Regions from separate parts of the Mus musculus genome. Here region 2 is linked to region 1. A link is a contact called in public Hi-C data. All regions are on one chromosome and are shown on one strand. Each heading gives the region's core, a stretch centred on a gene start, on an enhancer-like site or on the middle of the called end of the contact. The rest is flanking DNA. Distances are from core to core; before and after follow the strand shown. Region 1 has its middle 4.6 kb from the start of Gm41040. Region 2 has its middle 30 kb from the start of 4922502H24Rik.

Region 1 (3,945 bases), core at 1,376-3,875:
GAGCTGAGAGTTCTCCATCTTGATCTGAGGGCAGGCAGAAGGAGATTGTCTTCTGCAGGCAGCCAGGAGGAGAGTCTGATTCCACACTGGGTGGAGCTTAGACATAGACCCCCATGCCCATCTTCACAGTGACACACTTCCTCCACAGGCCACACCTCCTAATAATCCCATTCCCTGTGGGCCAAGCATTCCAACTCATGAGTCTATGGGGTCCAACCCTATTCAGGCCACCACAGCACGCGCATATGCATGGGTGTGTACCTGCATGTGCAGAGACCAGAGGTCTGTGTCAGGCATTTTCCTCTATCACTCTCTGTTTTTGAGTTTTTGAGACAGAGTCACTCATTGAGCCTGGAGCTCACATTTTCAGTTTGACTGGTGGCCAGTAGTCCCAGGCATCAACCTGTTCCCACGTCCCCGTGCTGGGGTGGCAGGCACCAGCTGTTGTGTCTAGCTTCTACATGAGTGTGAGTTCTGAACTCAGGTTCTCATGTTTGTGCAAGCAATCAGTTTATACACTGAGCCGTTTCCTTAGTGCCACTTTTTTTTTAAAAGTCTTAACCAAGCATTTTTATCACACACCAGGTCTGTAACTTTTGCTGTTTGACTTGTGACAGCAAAAATAAAATACAATTCATGTCCACAATTTCACAGAAAAAAAATATTCACTTCTACCAAAATCCAACTTTCCATCTTATGTCGAGAACTTCTGTCTTTTCACCTGCGGGAGCAGTAGGAGATTTCCCCTCTAGCTTCTGAAGGGTCAGTGTAAGCAACTGACAGAGACAAAAATTGTGAGAGAAATTACATAGACTTGGCCCATGAGTAGAGGCAGACACACAGTGCTGTTACCTGTGGCCTGAAATGATTCAGAATGGGGAGCACAGGTATTTTGATAAGTGATGTCATTTTGAGGGGGTCACTCTGGATTTGGAGACCGTACTGTGGCCTGGTTAGTCTATGTCGCTTGCAGAACTGACAACAGTATGGATGTGATTCTCTTTTGAGTACTGAACGGGAATAAAAGCGAAGATGATATTGTCAGGCAAGTGTCCAGGTGTGTTGGAAACACTTCACTCTTCCCTCCTACGTATGAATGACAGTTGATGTAGCAGTGCGTTTAAGCCACACTGCTTTGGTTCCCAGTAGGTTGGGCTCCCAGCCACCCACCCACAGGATCTCTTTGGAGTCTCGAATGAAAGACACACCCACACATGTCAGTTAATTTATGATATGCCATGGCTAGCTCAAAGGGTGGGCACTCCTGAACCTTCCCCTGCTAGCAAACGCTCCCCTTCGGCACTCCTGAGATTCCTAAACCTTCCTCTGCTACCCAGGGCCCAATGGGGAAGTGGCCAGTGACCCCTCACCTGAATTCTTACGTGCGTGGCTGGTTGGCTTTCTCTCCTGCAGCTCTTATGTTCCACCCTTCTCCTCCAAGTCATTGTGATTCTCCCTCTCTTTCCTTTCTCCTGTTCCTAGTCCACACAAATCCAAAGGTCCCACCTCAGTCTACCTGCCTAGTCATTGGCCGTTGGCTCTCTATTGATCGATCAAAAGCCAATTGGGGACAAGAACCTTCAGCAGTTGGACACGCAGATTCCCGCTTTAGAGGGCCGGATTAACTCAAAGCATTAGGATCAATCCTCAACACGTTGATCTGAGACCTAGCTGGATATTGAGTGACTAGGGGTGGCAGGTGACTAGGTAGTATGGCTACCAGGGATAAGTTGCTTCTTGGACAGTCTAGAGCAGGATAGGGCATGCTAGTGAAAACAGCGTGCAATTAAAAACGTATACGTTCTTTATCCCTAGAGTATGTCATTTTCATATTGTTGGACCATGATTAGTGGCAGGGAACCGAGACTTCTAAAGGCAAAACCATGGGCAAGGCAGGACGATCATACTGCTACACGACGTCCACCTACACTGCAGTTCTCTCTGCTTCAGTTCTCTCTTCTGCAGTACTCAGGAAGAACCTAGTCTAGGTCCTACCAGGGGTGCTGCTGAGTGCTGACCAAGCATATCCACTGTTCACGCTGCCTCAGCATTTCTTCTGCAGTGTGTGGGGAGAACCCACTGGGATCCCCGGGCATGAGTTAGCCTATCATTCCACTTCCTGTTTTTAGGCTTTGTTTCTGGAGACGGGCTTTGTCAACTTAGTTATTAGGTATTTTCTGGGTTTCAGAGTTGCTCACGTCTCTTCTTCTTCTGCTTGCTTCTTCTTTAGTACTCTTTATTCTTATAAATTTATATACTTTTTTTTCCTCTAAGAAAATTCATCTGTTGTACAGATGGTAGATTTTGGCAAGAGGGAAAAAAAAAATAAAAGCAAGAATTTAACCCCACTGAGTTCAATTGGAGGCTTGATCATTTCTTCTTAATAACTATGCTTTTATGTGTGAAAACGTTTAAATGTTATGCTTTCATGTTAATTTCAATGCAAAGTTTTGTGAAGTTTGGCTTGATGTTGGGGTCCCTGGATCTTCAATCTCCCACCCATATCTTGGCTCCCGTCCTTAGCCGTCAAAAAGTGCATAAATAAGCCAGCTGTATACTCAGCTGTTACTCAGTGAACGGCTCAAAGCTGAAGACAGAGTCCTGCACTACTAATGCTCTGGGCTTGTGCTCACTCGTAACTAGCGTCAATCTTTGTGATCAGCTGGGCCCCTTTTCTCTCTCTTGGATGAGCATGTCTATCAAATGCTGAGTTTAAATGCTTACGTCGAGGGTGGATGGCTTTTTCTGACTTGGTAGTTTGGCTGGCTAAGGAAGGAAAAGTGATATAGGGCTAGAGAGATGGTCTAATGGTTGAGAATGCTGACTGCTCTTCCAGAGAACCTGGATTCAATCCCCTGGACCTACGTGGTGGCTCACAACTATCTGTTACTATAGTTCCAGGGGATCTGATGCCCTCTTCTGGCCTCTGTGGATACCAAGCACACATGTGGTACACAGGCATACATACATGCAGGCAGGCAGAACATCCACACACATGAAACAAAATTTAAAGAAGGAGTGTGCTGTCAGTTCTTCCAATCGTGATATGCCTTATCTGTGATTCTAAACTCCCTTTGTTCTTTCTGTGTTTGAGGTGATTTGTGGATAGCCTGTCTGAAGATTGCATTGCTATTCTTTTCCCTAGTTTCTAGGAGATTTATTTTATTTTGAGATTGTGTTTCATGTAGCCCAGGCTGGTTTTGAATTCCCGATCCTCCTGCATCTCCCTCCCGGTGCTGTATCCCAGGTGTGTCCTGTTACCCTCAGCTGTCTTGAGGTTCTTTTGGGATAACAAGCAGCACTGGGTGGCTTCTGTTTGTAACTGGAACACCACTTGCCACAACCAGGAGCTTTCCATGGATACGAGTCCTGCTGCTTTTTGTTTCTCCCCCAGTTTGAACTTTGAGGTCTTCTGTCTGATGGCTTGTGCAGCAATGTGCTCTCCAGTGGTCTTCCTCCCTGGCACAGCTGCAAGCTAAGGCTAGGTGAGGCTTGATGGCCTATGTACCCAAGCTGTCATCAACCTACCCCTTTCTGCTTTACCTTTCTCAAACGGTCCTTTAAGACATGCTTATCATTTAGAAGGTTTTAGCAGACCACCTAGGTTTACAAGGAATTGTGTGTTTATTCAGGAGTCCAGATGTTTATTAAATGTTTGTTTGTTTTTTCTGGACTGGAGGATTGTAGTGTAGGTTTTGTAAGGTTTGGAGTGGAGCTCTTGTGTAGTAGCAGCCAATTAATCCCTACTCAAATGCGCAGAGGTGGCGGCGCATTACTCACTACCTGCCCTAATTAATGTTCTGGGTTCCGGGATGAAAGACACAGACAGACAGACAGACACACACACCCTTATATTTTAATATGCCTTAAACAGCTCAGTGGCTGTATCACTTCCAAATCTTCACATGGCCGATGTACTTTCTGATAATCCTGACTCATCACTTA
Region 2 (3,514 bases), core at 730-3,229, 570 kb after region 1:
TGGTGCCCATATTTGGTAGGAAGAACCAAGCTGAACAATTGATAGAGAGTATGTGTTCTGTGGCAAGGGTATGTGTATGTACACACACACACACACACACACACACACACACACACACACACACAACACACCTCTGCAGTGGAAATCTCTGATAGGGACCCTGTTTTTTGGGGTTCCAGAAACATTTCTTTGACTGAAAGTGGCATTTGACCTGAAAGTTGAATCTGAGTTAGCTGATGAAAGGGAACAAGACTAATGAAAGACAGTGAAGGCAATGTTTCCAGGCAGAGGTGGCAGCCAGACCCCTGGCTTCGCATGGGACGAGGGAAGAAAGCTTGTTATTCCTACTGGAATTAATGATGCTACCCCAGAATCCAAATTCAAAGCAGGTAGAGCTATTTGATGGGAAAAGAAAAAAACTCCTCAGCCATTCTCCTAATTTGAGTAGTGGTGGGGTTGGGAGGCACCCTTGACATTGCAGGGAAAGCATTTGGCTGGCTTACATAACCCTACAGCAGTCTACCCAACACCCCGACCCAGCGGTCTGGTCTTGCAGCACACGTTCACAGCTTGGTATGGGAGCTTCTCAAAGTATTTTCACAGAGCCAGACTTTGTGAAGGGGCCAACTACCAAAGCAAACCTCACGGAGCTGATAGAAGAATTGTTACAGCTTGTCCCCTGATGGGAAAGGCCACTCCCTCCTCTTCCAGTCCCTTCCAAGAACCTGAAAACTGAAAGGGCCTTTTATGTCTCTGATAGATGGTTTGGCAAACATTTTCCTTTGGAATCACAGCCTACCTTACTTGCCTTCTGCTAATCCCCTCTCCCCACACTGAAACACGTTGTGTCTCCTGGCAACAGGGCTGGAGGAGGAATGGATGGTTGTCTCCTAAAGGGGGAATGTTTTAGAGGTCACTTCTGGGTCCCTGTCCTGGCCTTGCCCTTAATTAATCTAGCTGCTAGTTGGAAATCACCTTTCGACCCTGATATAGCTGTCTCTTGTGAGACTAAGCCAGTGCCTGGTAAACACAGAAGTGGATGCTCACAGTCAGCTATTGGATGGATCACAGGGCCCCCAATGGAGGAGCTAGAGAAAGTACCCAAGGAGCTAAAGGGGTCTGCAACCCTATAGGTGGAACAACAATATGAACTAACCAGTACCCCTGGAGCCCGTGTCTCTAGCTGCATGTGTAGCAGAAGATGGCCTAGTCAGCCAACATTGGGCCTTGATCTTGCAAACTTTATATGCCTCAGTACAGGGGAACACCAGGTTCAAGAAGTGGGAGTGGTGGTGGGGTATGGAGGACTTTTGGGATAGCATTTGAAATGTAAATGAAGAAAATACCTAATTAAACAAAATTTGGAAATGGAAAACAAAACAAAACAAACCAAACAAACAAACCAAACAAACAAACAAACAAAATCACTTTTCATCCTTGAGCCTCAGTTTCTGAGCGCAGAAATTCACTATGGGAGCCGAGTGGAGCGAGCACGTGAGCAAGACAAGGTTGGGCTGCTTTGTCTACCCATCAACATTGGGATTCTATCTTCCCTACTACTGCCTCTGTGCTTTCCTTCGTCCTCCTCACACCAACCACAACCTTGGTGCTGTCAGAGATCAGCCAAAGCGGCCTTTGGCAGCCTGGGGCAGACATACTGCTGCCATTATGAGTAGGGGAAAATGGTAACTAAACTTCTTCCCCTTGTTTGCTCTACCTTCCATGATTCATCACAATGTCCACTTCCCCCTTCTACAGATCTCCCACCCCTTTCCACCCACAAATCCATCCAAAAAAAAAAAAAAAAAAACCCTTCTGCCTGGAGGGGAATTCAAGACTTATTTCTTTAATGGTCAGAATTGTGCTGGGTCAAGGCTTTTAACTGTGTATTTAATTAGTCATCTGTACGCATGCAACTCAAAGGCGTTCAGCTGTGCCTTTTTATAGGATTAATAAAGCCGGTTGTAAATCACCTCTGCAGCCCATAAAAGTATTTATAGCAGCTTTTCTCTCCCCCTGCCATTACAGAAGCTCTGTTTGAACTAGCTGAGGTTTGCACGGGGATAGTTCTACCCAGTTCTAGAAGGAAAGCGTTAACAATCCTTTCCTGGCAAACCACAACTTCATCATTAGGCAACGTAGAATGTACTGGAATGTTAAGCTCCAACAAGGACATTCCAGGGTGTGATTGCCAACAGCAAGCCTTCTGTGTTAATGAAAAATCAAAATACAAAAAAAGCCAGTCAACTACAAGCACAAAACCTTCAGTGGAACTTGAGAAATGGGACCAGAGTTGGGAATCTATGGCTTCCTGACTTCCATAAACCGTAACGGGATTTGGCAAGCTCTTCCCCAAGCCCATGCATTCACAGTGGCCAAACACCTATGCAGTCCCCACAGCCAAGTCCATGCTATCACTCAGTCTGCGGAGAAACAAGCAACCTTTGTCTGATGGGCATTCAGAGCCTTTGCAGGTGAAATGAACATTACCAAAAAAACCTGTCTCTTGTGTCAGCTTGTGAAGGCTTATTTCTCATACCACCTTTTTCTGCCCAGAAAGAAACAATCTCAGTTCTTAAGAGACAACTAGCCTCATGCCATCTCCCCAATTCCTTTTCTCTGCATGGCCCACTTGACTTCAACCCCCCCCCCCCCACACACACACACTGAATGTCACAGCATTGATTAGACGTTGACTTCAGAAGTCACTTGTTGCTTTGAGGCTACCCAGGGCAGAAGCAGCCATAAGTTTTGGGTTTGCAGATACATGTTCTAAAATCTTGCCGTTTGCCTCTTTTCTTCACGGGATTAACTGTCTGATGATTGGCAAGCTCTCGGCTGAAAGAAGAGCGGTGGAGAAAAGAGAAAAGAAACAGGATGTGCAGGCGACCATACCCCCGGAATGAAGATAAGCTGCACCAGGTGGTTCAGGAACCAATTGCAGAGATAGGTTTGCACTTGGCTGAAGATTGATTGGGACTTCCTCACAGACATAGAGGGTTCCCTATGTCACTGGCTATCTGGGGCCAGCCACTGTGTCCCTGTAGTGGCTCCTAGTGCTTATAAACTTCAGGGACACCTAGGCTGTCGCTTGGAGTCCTGTGGGATTTTTTGTATGTATTAAAGAGGAAAGTACTGGACCAGCTGTGCTAATGGAAAAGAGGCACAGGGGCCCTGCCCCTTGATATTGGCCCCAGGGTAGATGTGACTGGGATCTAGTTCATTGACTCTTGAGACTTTAGTCTTGGAGGCTGCCTTGAGTCTCTTTACATTTTATGGGTTGCCTCCTCTATGGCTTTTTCTTCTCCTCCTCTTCTTCCTCCTCCTCCTCCTCCTCCTCCTCCTGTTGCTCCTTCTCTCCCCCACTCCCTTCTTTCCTATTCCTCTTCTCTCCCATCTTCTTCATTTTCTTCCTTCCTTTTGGAAAAGATCTTTTTGGGAAAATATCTTAGATGACTTTCCCAATATCTGACCTTCAAATATCTTTTCCAGGACTGATTCTTTTTGAGAAGAG

The links. A called contact is a pair of places that touch in the nucleus more often than the background predicts.
Region 2: a contact with region 1 is called in a Hi-C map of uterus, with 3 times the contacts expected there. The contact joins two enhancer-like sites. A contact is called at or near these places in 1 of 484 Hi-C or Micro-C datasets (uterus) and 1 of 9 other capture datasets (embryonic stem cells).

Annotation. Positions count from the first base shown.
Region 1 is chr13:100,857,251-100,861,195 of GRCm38.p6, forward strand. No RefSeq gene overlaps it. Among named protein-coding and RNA genes, the nearest start is that of Gm41040, 4.6 kb to the right of the region's middle. Within about 2 kb of position 2,626, at least 14 of the 459 cell types and tissues checked have an H3K27ac peak or open chromatin away from gene starts, as enhancers often do. A contact at or near this core is called in uterus, where this site is marked.
Region 2 is chr13:101,426,007-101,429,520 of GRCm38.p6, forward strand. No RefSeq gene overlaps it. Among named protein-coding and RNA genes, the nearest start is that of 4922502H24Rik, 30 kb to the left of the region's middle. Within about 2 kb of position 1,980, at least 38 of the 459 cell types and tissues checked have an H3K27ac peak or open chromatin away from gene starts, as enhancers often do. A contact at or near this core is called in uterus, where this site is marked.